Linked DNA regions of Zea mays: regions 1 and 2 are each linked to region 3. A link is a contact called in public Hi-C data. All regions are on one chromosome and are shown on one strand. The core of a region is the stretch at or near the end of the contact, and the rest is flanking DNA. Distances in the headings are between cores, read along the strand shown. Region 1 holds the start of LOC100279361 (putative leucine-rich repeat receptor-like protein kinase family protein). Region 2 holds the start of LOC100280453 (zinc finger protein 593). Region 3 holds the start of LOC103643172 (mediator of RNA polymerase II transcription subunit 15a).

The links. A called contact is a pair of places that touch in the nucleus more often than the background predicts.
Region 1: a contact with region 3 is called in a Hi-C map of ear, with 4 times the contacts expected there. The contact joins the promoter of LOC100279361 here to the promoter of LOC103643172 in region 3. A contact is called at or near these places in 11 of 25 Hi-C or Micro-C datasets (ear, endosperm, leaf and 3 more) and 1 of 3 datasets of contacts at active chromatin or transcription factors (leaf).
Region 2: a contact with region 3 is called in a Hi-C map of ear, with 5 times the contacts expected there. The contact joins the promoter of LOC100280453 here to the promoter of LOC103643172 in region 3. A contact is called at or near these places in 6 of 25 Hi-C or Micro-C datasets (bundle sheath, ear, leaf and 1 more).

Annotation. Positions count from the first base shown.
Region 1 is chr1:206,547,643-206,550,811 of Zm-B73-REFERENCE-NAM-5.0, reverse strand. LOC100279361 (putative leucine-rich repeat receptor-like protein kinase family protein) reads left to right here and starts at 1,561. Exons shown (of 1, transcript NM_001152378.2): 1 at 1,561-3,169. The coding sequence starts at 1,670.
Region 2 is chr1:206,614,335-206,617,198 of Zm-B73-REFERENCE-NAM-5.0, reverse strand. It overlaps LOC100280453 (zinc finger protein 593), which reads right to left and starts at 1,291. Exons shown (of 3, transcript NM_001153373.2): 1 at 954-1,291. The coding sequence starts at 1,162.
Region 3 is chr1:206,414,431-206,417,539 of Zm-B73-REFERENCE-NAM-5.0, reverse strand. LOC103643172 (mediator of RNA polymerase II transcription subunit 15a) reads left to right here and starts at 1,613. Exons shown (of 10, transcript XM_008666330.4): 1 at 1,613-2,092. The coding sequence starts at 1,938.

The DNA of each region.
Region 1 (3,169 bases), core at 312-2,811, 130 kb before region 3:
ACAACTAATAACTATCATGCTTTAACGATGAAGAGATGTTAGGTTCACAAACAAACTAATAAAGGATAACCAATCACGCTTTTCGTAGCGGAGAATGGCTAGTTCCCTTGCAAACTAGCATATGATAACCAATCGTTTACCAATAGTTTCCTTGGTTGTCGGATTAGACATGGTCAACAATATGTAGTTTTGGTGATTGTGTGTTGATACCTCATTTGGCAATGTACCCCCATATATCATGAGTAGAGGTGAATTCATTCTGTTGGGAAACTAATGTGGCACTATTATTATATCGTTTTACCAAGTTTTATTTATTAGACTAGACCAAAGCTAATCACGAGTCTCTTAAAATTGGTCTAGGTCCAATTTAAGCGTCAGCAAGATGATTTTTTTTTTACTTTTGATAAATATAACCAATACATTTTTTGCAGGTATCTTTCCGTGAGACATATTGCCTCCGATTTTGAAATTGATTACAGTGTTTGGATGAGTACAACACACATCCATTGCGGAGGGGTTTTCAGAGTGTAGTATCATATTTTTGTTTGCCTTTCGTGGCTGAAGTTTCATTTTCTGTCCGGACATTCGAAGAGGGTTTTTTTTTTATTTAGAACTAGTTTGAGAATTCAATTTTTCTAAAGGTTTTTTATTTATTCGAAGAAAATTAGTTCATTTTTTTGGAAAATTGGAAATCTAATGAAAAATAAGGTTGCCAAACTAGCGCCGGAGCTTTTGTTGTCGATAGGCTTTAGGCTGTCTATGATAGATCATATAAAATAGTAGATTTATATTATTGATGACACTATTTATAGGATGAAAGTTTAAATTAAAAGATAAAATAAGGGATGAGAAACGAGAAACCGTGGCCCTTGTTGGCTTGTTGCAAACGGGATGTCGTGTCGAGTACACGGTGTAATTAGAACTTGCCGCTCAAGAAACGGATGGAAGGGAAGGAATTGTCCCTCCCGATCTCCCCTCTGCAAACCGCAGCTTCAGCTGGACCTTCATTTCTGCTTGGTTGTTTCCTCACTGTCATACTGTCACCGGCTCACTCGCTGTCACTGTCCCTGCCACTGCCACTGCCACTCACGCGCGCGTCCTGCCTCCAGAGCGCCGAATTAACTACAGGACATACGTATAGTACGTACATGTACATGGTATACGTATTAACTCTTTGTCCGATTTCAAATCTACTGTGCACACGACACGTACGCCCAGCTCCTATCTCCCAGCGGTACAAAGTTTATACTCTCGCATTGTCCATTGCTGGCAATTCGCAACAATGTGTGTGCAACGGAATTATGGAAAATGCTGCTGTGCTCAAATATATGCTGCAAGCTAGTACGGCTGCACGCACAGTTTCCATTTCACATCTGCCTTTTCTTGCCCTGCATCGTTTCTGTACGTCCCTTCTTCCTATTTTCGTGTCGTGTTGCTTTTGCTGCGACATGGCCACAGCGGCCACAGGAGAGGGACGGAGTGCTGAGGGAGTGAGGGGGACCCAGCCCAGCCAAGCACATTTTACCCATCGCATCGCACGAAACCGAAGGAGAGCGGCGATCCAGCCTCTCTTCCTCTCAGATCAAACTCACTCCTCACTCCGCGAGCTGCTTGCTATTCCCAAGCCCCAACACCTCAGTCTAGCCGCTACAGTCCTTCAGACGATTCGATGCATCCTTGCATGCTCTTCCTCCTCTGCCTGGCCGCGCTGCCGCTGGCCTCGCATTCCTCCTCCAACCCCGACGTCGCGCTGCTCCTCGCCAAGGTGAAGCCGGCGCTGCAGGGCGAGCGCGCCAACGCGCAGCTCGCCACCTGGAACGCCTCCACGCCGCTCTGCCTCTGGCGCGGCCTCCGCTGGGCGACGCCCGACGGCCGGCCCCTCCGCTGCGACGCCGCCGCCACGCGCGCCAACCTGTCGCTCGCCTCCGACCCCGCCCTCCTCCTCCTCTCCGTCCGCCTCCCCGCGTCCGCCCTCGCCGGCCGCCTCCCGCCGGACCTCGGCGCCTTCTCCGCGCTCGACTCCGTCTACCTCGCCGCCAACTCGCTCTCGGGCCCCGTCCCGCTCGAGCTCGGCAACGCGCCCGCGCTCTCCGCGCTCGACCTCGCCGGCAACCGCCTCTCGGGGGACCTGCCCGCCTCCATCTGGAACCTCTGCGACCGCGCCACCGAGCTCCGCCTCCACGGCAACGCGCTCACCGGGGCCGTGCCCGAGCCGGCCGGCCCCAACACCACCTGCGACCGCCTCCGCGTCCTCGACCTCGGCGCCAACCGCTTCTCCGGCGCCTTCCCCGCCTTCGTCACCGCGTTCCGTGGCCTCCAGCGCCTCGACCTGGGCGCCAACCGCCTGGAGGGCCCCATCCCGGAGGCCCTCGCCGGGATGGCGGCGACCCAGCAGCTCCAGGCGCTCAACGTCTCCTACAACAACTTCTCCGGCCAGCTGCCCCCGTCCTTCGCGGCCTCCCGCTTCACGGCGGACTCGTTCGTAGGCAACGAACCAGCGCTGTGCGGCCCGCCGCTGCGCCAGTGCGTGACAGCCTCGGGCCTCAGCTCCCGCGGCGTCGCCGGGATGGTCATCGGGATCATGGCCGGCGCCGTCGTGCTCGCGTCCGTGTCCATCGGCTGGGCGCAGGGGAGGTGGAGGCGGAGCGGCAGGATCCCGGAGCAGGACGAGATGCTGGAGTCGGCCGACGACGCCCAGGACGCGTCGTCAGAGGGCAGGCTCGTGGTCTTCGAGGGCGGCGAGCACCTCACGCTGGAGGAGGTGCTCAACGCGACCGGCCAGGTGGTGGACAAGGCCAGCTACTGCACGGTGTACAAGGCGAAGCTGGCGAGCGGCGGCAGCAGCATCGAGCTGCGCCTGCTGCGGGAAGGCAGCTGCAAGGACGCCGCGTCGTGCGCGCCCGTTGTGCGGCGCATCGGCCGCGCGCGCCACGAGAACCTGGTCCCGCTTAGGGCCTTCTACCAGGGGAGGCGCGGCGAGAAGCTGCTGGTGTACGACTACTTCCCGCGCAGCCGGACGCTGCAGGAGCTGCTGCACGGTGGCAGCGAGCCCGCGGCGGGGCGGCCGGCGCTCACCTGGGGGCGGCGGCACAAGATCGCGCTGGGCGCGGCGCGCGCGCTGGCGTATCTGCACGCGGGCCAGGGCGAGGCGCACGGGAACGTGCGCTCG
Region 2 (2,864 bases), core at 42-2,541, 200 kb before region 3:
GCTCTATTTTTGTGGAAACAGACAGTAATTGCTTCCACTATTGTGGTATTTATTAGATGTACATAACTAAGGGAAGGTAAAATAGTACTAAAAGTTTAGAAATAAGGGAGGAAAAAAAGGCGGGTGAAATAGAGACTTCAAGGAGGTTTTAGCAGATTTATTAGGGGTCCCCCCCCCCCACACACACACATCACCACCCAATTAGAGAATTGGATATTGTGAAGCACGTCAAAGAAAGAAATCACAGTCCATTCTCAATGCAAATACCAAACGGTAAGCTCTTGCAGACATCCCCATCAACAAGAAGCTCTACATATTCAGCTATGCCAGCTTTACAGTCGGTGCAGCAGGAATAGTTCTCAGTTTCTACATATCGGTATAGTAGATGTTTACACCATAGATATGAAACTTATTCAATTTCATCCGTTCTTTGACGAAGTAAACCAAATTGATGGCCCTAGACTCCTAGAGTGGGTGCTTGAAAATTCCCTATACAATTTCACCCTTTGTTGCGGCCTAATTACGGTGCTGGATCCCATTGCATTTTTCTGTGTGTCCAGGAAGGGAAACAAACAATAATTGTTGGCACATGAGGATGATGAAATAGCGAAAGACTGGAATGCTGGAATTGTGCTTTCTTTTGGATCATTTGTGTACTAAGAGTATCCAGTATTTTAAGATCTTATTGTGTGACAGTACGGTAAGTTTTAATTCATGCACACATGGAAATTCAAATTAGTTTTTGCAAAGATAAACAGGATTATCATTCGCTAGTCAGGTGTTTTTTGTACCACGAATGAATTAAAACACATGCTCCACTAATGCTGAATTGAGAAAAACGTTTTTTTTTACAACTAGCAACGTACGGGCATATACCTGTATTGGCAGAGGATAAGAAATAGCATACCGGTGGAATGGAAGGGAGGGAAAGAGAGGAGAGGGGAAGCGCATACTCGCAGTGGAGGCAGTAGAACTGTCCCAGGCCTGGGAGGTCCTCATCGACGGGGAGCTCCTTGGCTTCAGCGTCCTTGCCCTGGTCGGCCAGCTTGACGAGCTCGTCATAGACGGCATCGTCGGCCTTCAGGAGGAACTTGCCGCGGCGAGCCGTCTTGTGGGATAGGCGGCGCTTCTTTACCTTGCGGTGCGGGCACTTGCCTCCCATCTCGAGGAAGAGCGGCGGCGGCGGCGGCGTTTAGGGTTTTTGTCTGGCAGCCGAACTGCGTCGTGGAGAACAGAAGAGAAGATGCAACGGAAGAAGTCTAGGAGAAGAGGTGGTTTTCCAGAGGAGGACCATGGGAGGGCCGAGCGAGGAAAGCCTTAATTCGTTTACGTAGCCCTACTGGGCCAAATGTGACTGCCCAAACCTGGCCACTGGGCCAAACGTGACTGCCCAAACCTAGCAGCAAAGAAGTCCAAATCTTTTCTTCTATTTTACTTCCACTTGTTACACTAGTTATACGTGAAATCACTCTAGGTATCTAAGTTTCAACATAACTAATACATCATTTTATTTTTCTATATGGGAGTTTTTAGGTTATATTATTATATAATGTTTATTAGTCTTGGTCACTTATTTGCATTTTTTTAGTTGACACTAGAATATTTTATGGATTTAATTGTTCTTCGATGATTTTATGCAGAAAGAAATTAATAATATGTAAATAGCCTCATAAGTTCATGAAATTTTATGTAGGCATAACATATATCCACATATAATCCTTAAAATGTTATGTTTGATACTACTTTACGCTCAAACGTGATGATTTTTACGCTGAAAACCTTGAATCGTGTCTATAACTGTCATAAAAACAGATACCTAAAATAGCGCATCCACGTGATTTGGACGCGGGATGTGAGAGCACCTAGAGGGGGGGTGAATAGGTGATCCTGTAAAAACTTAAACTTATAGCCACAAAAACTTGTTAAGGGTTAGCACAATAATTGCCAAGTGGCTAAAGAGGAGATCTTGCACAATACGACAATCACAAAGAATTCAACACAGAGAAGACACAGTGATTTATCCCGTGGTTCGGCCAAGTACAAAACTTGCCTACTCCACGTTGTGGCGTCCCAACGGACGAGGGTTGCAATCAACCCCTCTCAAGCGGTCCAAAGACCCACTTGAATACCACGGTGTTTTGCCTTGCTTATCTTTATCCCACTCGCGAGGAATCTCCACAAATTGGAGTCTCTCGCCCTTACACTTAAGATTCACAAAGAAGCACTGAGTAAGGGAGGGAAGCAACACACACAAATCCACAGCGAAATGCGCACACACACGGCCAAGAATCGAGCTCAAAGACTATCTCAAAGTTCTCACAAGAACGGAGCTCGAATCACTTAGAATAACAAACGGATGCGCAAAGACTGAGTGTGGATGATCAAGAATGCTCTAAGGTTGCTTGGTTGTCTCCTCCATGCGCCTAGGGGTCCCTTTTATAGCCCCAAGGCAGCTAGGAGCCGTTGAGAGCAATTCTGGAAGGCTGATCTTGCCTTCTGTCATCGGGCGCACCGGACAGTCCGGTGCACACCGGACACTGTCCGGTGCCCGATCCCCTTCCTAAAATGTTGCAGCCGACCGTTGCCCGCCAGAGAGCCGTTGGCGCACCGGACATGTCCGGTGCACACCGGACAGTCCGGTGCCCCCTTCTAGCCGTTGGCTCGGCCACGTGTCACGCGCAGATCGCGCGGCCGACAGTTGGCCCGGCCGACCGTTGGCTCACCGGACAGTCCGGTGCACACCGGACAGTCCGGTGAATTATAGCTGTACGCCGTCAGCGAATTCCCGAGAGCGGCTACTTCGGCCGAGGCAGCCTGGCGCACCGGACACTGTCCGGTGCACCACCGGACACTGTCCGGTGCAC
Region 3 (3,109 bases), core at 364-2,863:
GTGCACTATGGCTAGAAGTATGAACCCTAACAAAGCCTTGAATATCTTTCTCCTCTTCTCAAATAGTATCATTATATTTTTCCTGATTGCATCAAACAACATGTCCACTAGTAGGTGTTTGTGGTCTTAGATCCATGCATTCTAACATTCTGCCAAGTTGTCATTTGTGTAATCACACTCCATCTCTTCTTTGAATCCACTTCTAGCCCACACAAACTATATGATGTTCCTTCAACCACATCATTAAGTACAACTACATCTTTCTCAACATCACTGTTACATGCATTACCTTCTCACCCATCCTACATATAATCATATTCTCAAACTAATCACTACTAGTAACTTTCCACTCTCTTGCACCATCTATGTCAACAACCCAAACTAGCAGTTGCTAGCTTGAGCGCATATGATCTTGCTAGCTATATCATTTACAAAGCCATTTAGTGTGTACACATTGCTATCAAACCATAAGTCATGTTCTTGAGCTTATATGGCATATACTGAATAGTCATTGACCAACGCATGTGCTTATCAACACGACCATGGATTCCAAAGGCACAATTAGGAGGAACCGTGACAATAACATACACATAAAAGGGGGGATTAGGACCAAACTACCTCCGCACTCTACATCACATATAATGCAATAACATATCAACATACCATGGGGGCACAGACAAAACACCATATTGTCTAAGGGTTTGTACTACATCCAGAAGTTCTACAACACGTATGAAGGACTAAAAATCAGGAACCCTAACCAAGCATGAACATGCCACAAAACTCTAACATCAATTATTACAACCACACATGTGGCGTCTAAGGAGAAGGGACTACATTTAACCTTAGAGTTTGCTAGGTCATGTTGGACTGACGTGCAATGTCAGCAAAAACAATAAAATTATAGGGAAGATAAAAGGAAAAGGTTTTAGTAGTTAGTAAAACAATATACATGAATACTTGCTCTTTTCTCGATTTTAGATTGGATTTTTGACAGCATGATAAGTGAATTTCTATTTTTCATGAAAAATTTATAATTGTCGTGATAAAACCGACAAATACTTAAATACTAGTAATTTGTCCGTGCATTGGTAGGATTTGTTTTAATAAAACACAATAATATGTGTTCTATTGGTTAGGTGGATGTGAACGTGCAGTTAACAATCAAGATTCAAACTTTTACTTATGCACAATTTTACTTTATTTTTGTAGGAGGAGGATGACGCGAGACGACCATTGAAACCGATGCTTTATTGCCTGTGTATTGCCACAGTTTCCATATATCATATGAGTTGTCTTTGTTTTAATAAGATATAAAAATATATGTTCTATTGATTTTATGTGAGGTGTGAATGTAGAGGTACACAATTTTTCTTTTTTCAATAAACGGGAAGGATAAAGATAGCTTGGGACGGATATTAAAATTGTTTTATATAATACATAGATACATATATGGTTAATACTTAAGAGCATATATAACCTTATTTAATATATATTTTTTTAGGTCTCTAAGGGTCTAATTTTGAAAAAAATAAAAGAGATGAAATTTTAGCGAATAACTCATCTCTTCCCGACTCTTTATATATGTTTATGATCTAAAATATCATGGCTGTATCATAACTGTTGTTAGGGTTGTACATGTTCCGCTGGTTATTGATCCGCGATTTGCTGGCTCATTCAGCAGCATCCTGATTCGTTAGGCGTGCCGCGTGAGCCTTGCTCGCTCCAATCGATTTCGTCGTCGTCCGCTCGTCGCTAGCTCCTTCTTGGTCGCTCCTTCGCCCCTGCTACAATCGATTTCGTCGTCTTCAGCGAGGAGCTGGGGAGTGATTGAACGAAGCCAGCGCTCCCTCCATTGTCGCCCCGCAGATCGATCGAAGTCAGCAACCAGATCAGAAAGAGCAAAAGAGGCGCCCGAGTCTCTACGGCGGAAAGCCATGGACGGCGCCGCCAACTGGCGTCCCACGCAGGGAGCCGACCCTGCCACCGTCGCTGCTGTCGGCGGCGTCGACCCTAACGCGGCTGCCCCCACCGGAAGCGACTGGCGCACCCAGCTTCAGCCCGAGGCGCGCCAGAGGATCGTCAATAAGATGTACGTCTTCTCCATCTAACCTCCTCCCTTTCTAATGGGAATTGTCAAGCAACTCCAATTTTTTTTCCTTTCGCCGTGGTTGATCCATGTAGCTTCTTCTACGATTCGATCGACTCGATCGATTCGATCCACTGGTTCCCTCTTTACTTATCCAGTTATCTCTTTACTTTATTTAGATAGATACAGACGGTATCATGCGTTTGCTGTTGATCCATCCGTACATTTACACCTAACAATACGTCAACATTTGTCTCGTTTGTATACCCACGGATCTGCATTGATACCATCCAATGCAATATCATACTTTCTAAGATCATGTATCTTTATTTAAACCAAATTTTATTACCAAAATTATCAGTAGATTTGACTACCTTTTTGCTTGCTATATGATTCAAAAAAATATCTTTATAAAGCCATCTCTGCACCAGTACATACAAAAGCTGCATATGGTCTGATATCATCACATCCGGAGGATTCACAACTGGGGCATGGATCATGTGAGTAACGAAGAACAACTTGCGGATATTCTGATGAAGTCACTTGGGTGCGCACGGTTTGCTGAAATTCGTGGCAAGATTTGCATCCTTTAGGTCATATGAACCGAGACAGACATAGGGGGAGATTGTTGCATAATTCAGCTCGGTTTATTTGTTTTCTTCTTAGTTGATTGATTAGTTTCCTTTTTAGCTAATTGATAGCTGATTGATTAGTTTTCTTTCTTAGCTATTTGGATATTTTTCTTTAATAGCTAATTGATTGCTGATTGGTGCTGTGATTTATGGTTATGAGCCTTTGTAATTGTGTAGATAAACAGATTAATATAATACATCTATTGCAGCGGTGTAGTTTGGCAGCGAAAAAAAATCTTTTATGTTTTTATCTTCAAAAAAGAGAGAAAGAGAACTAATCAATTATCTAAGAAAGGAAACTAATCAATCAACTAAGAAGGAAAAAACAAACCGAGCTGGATTGTGCAACAATGACTACTCATTTTTTTCTCAGCCATGAGGGGTACTT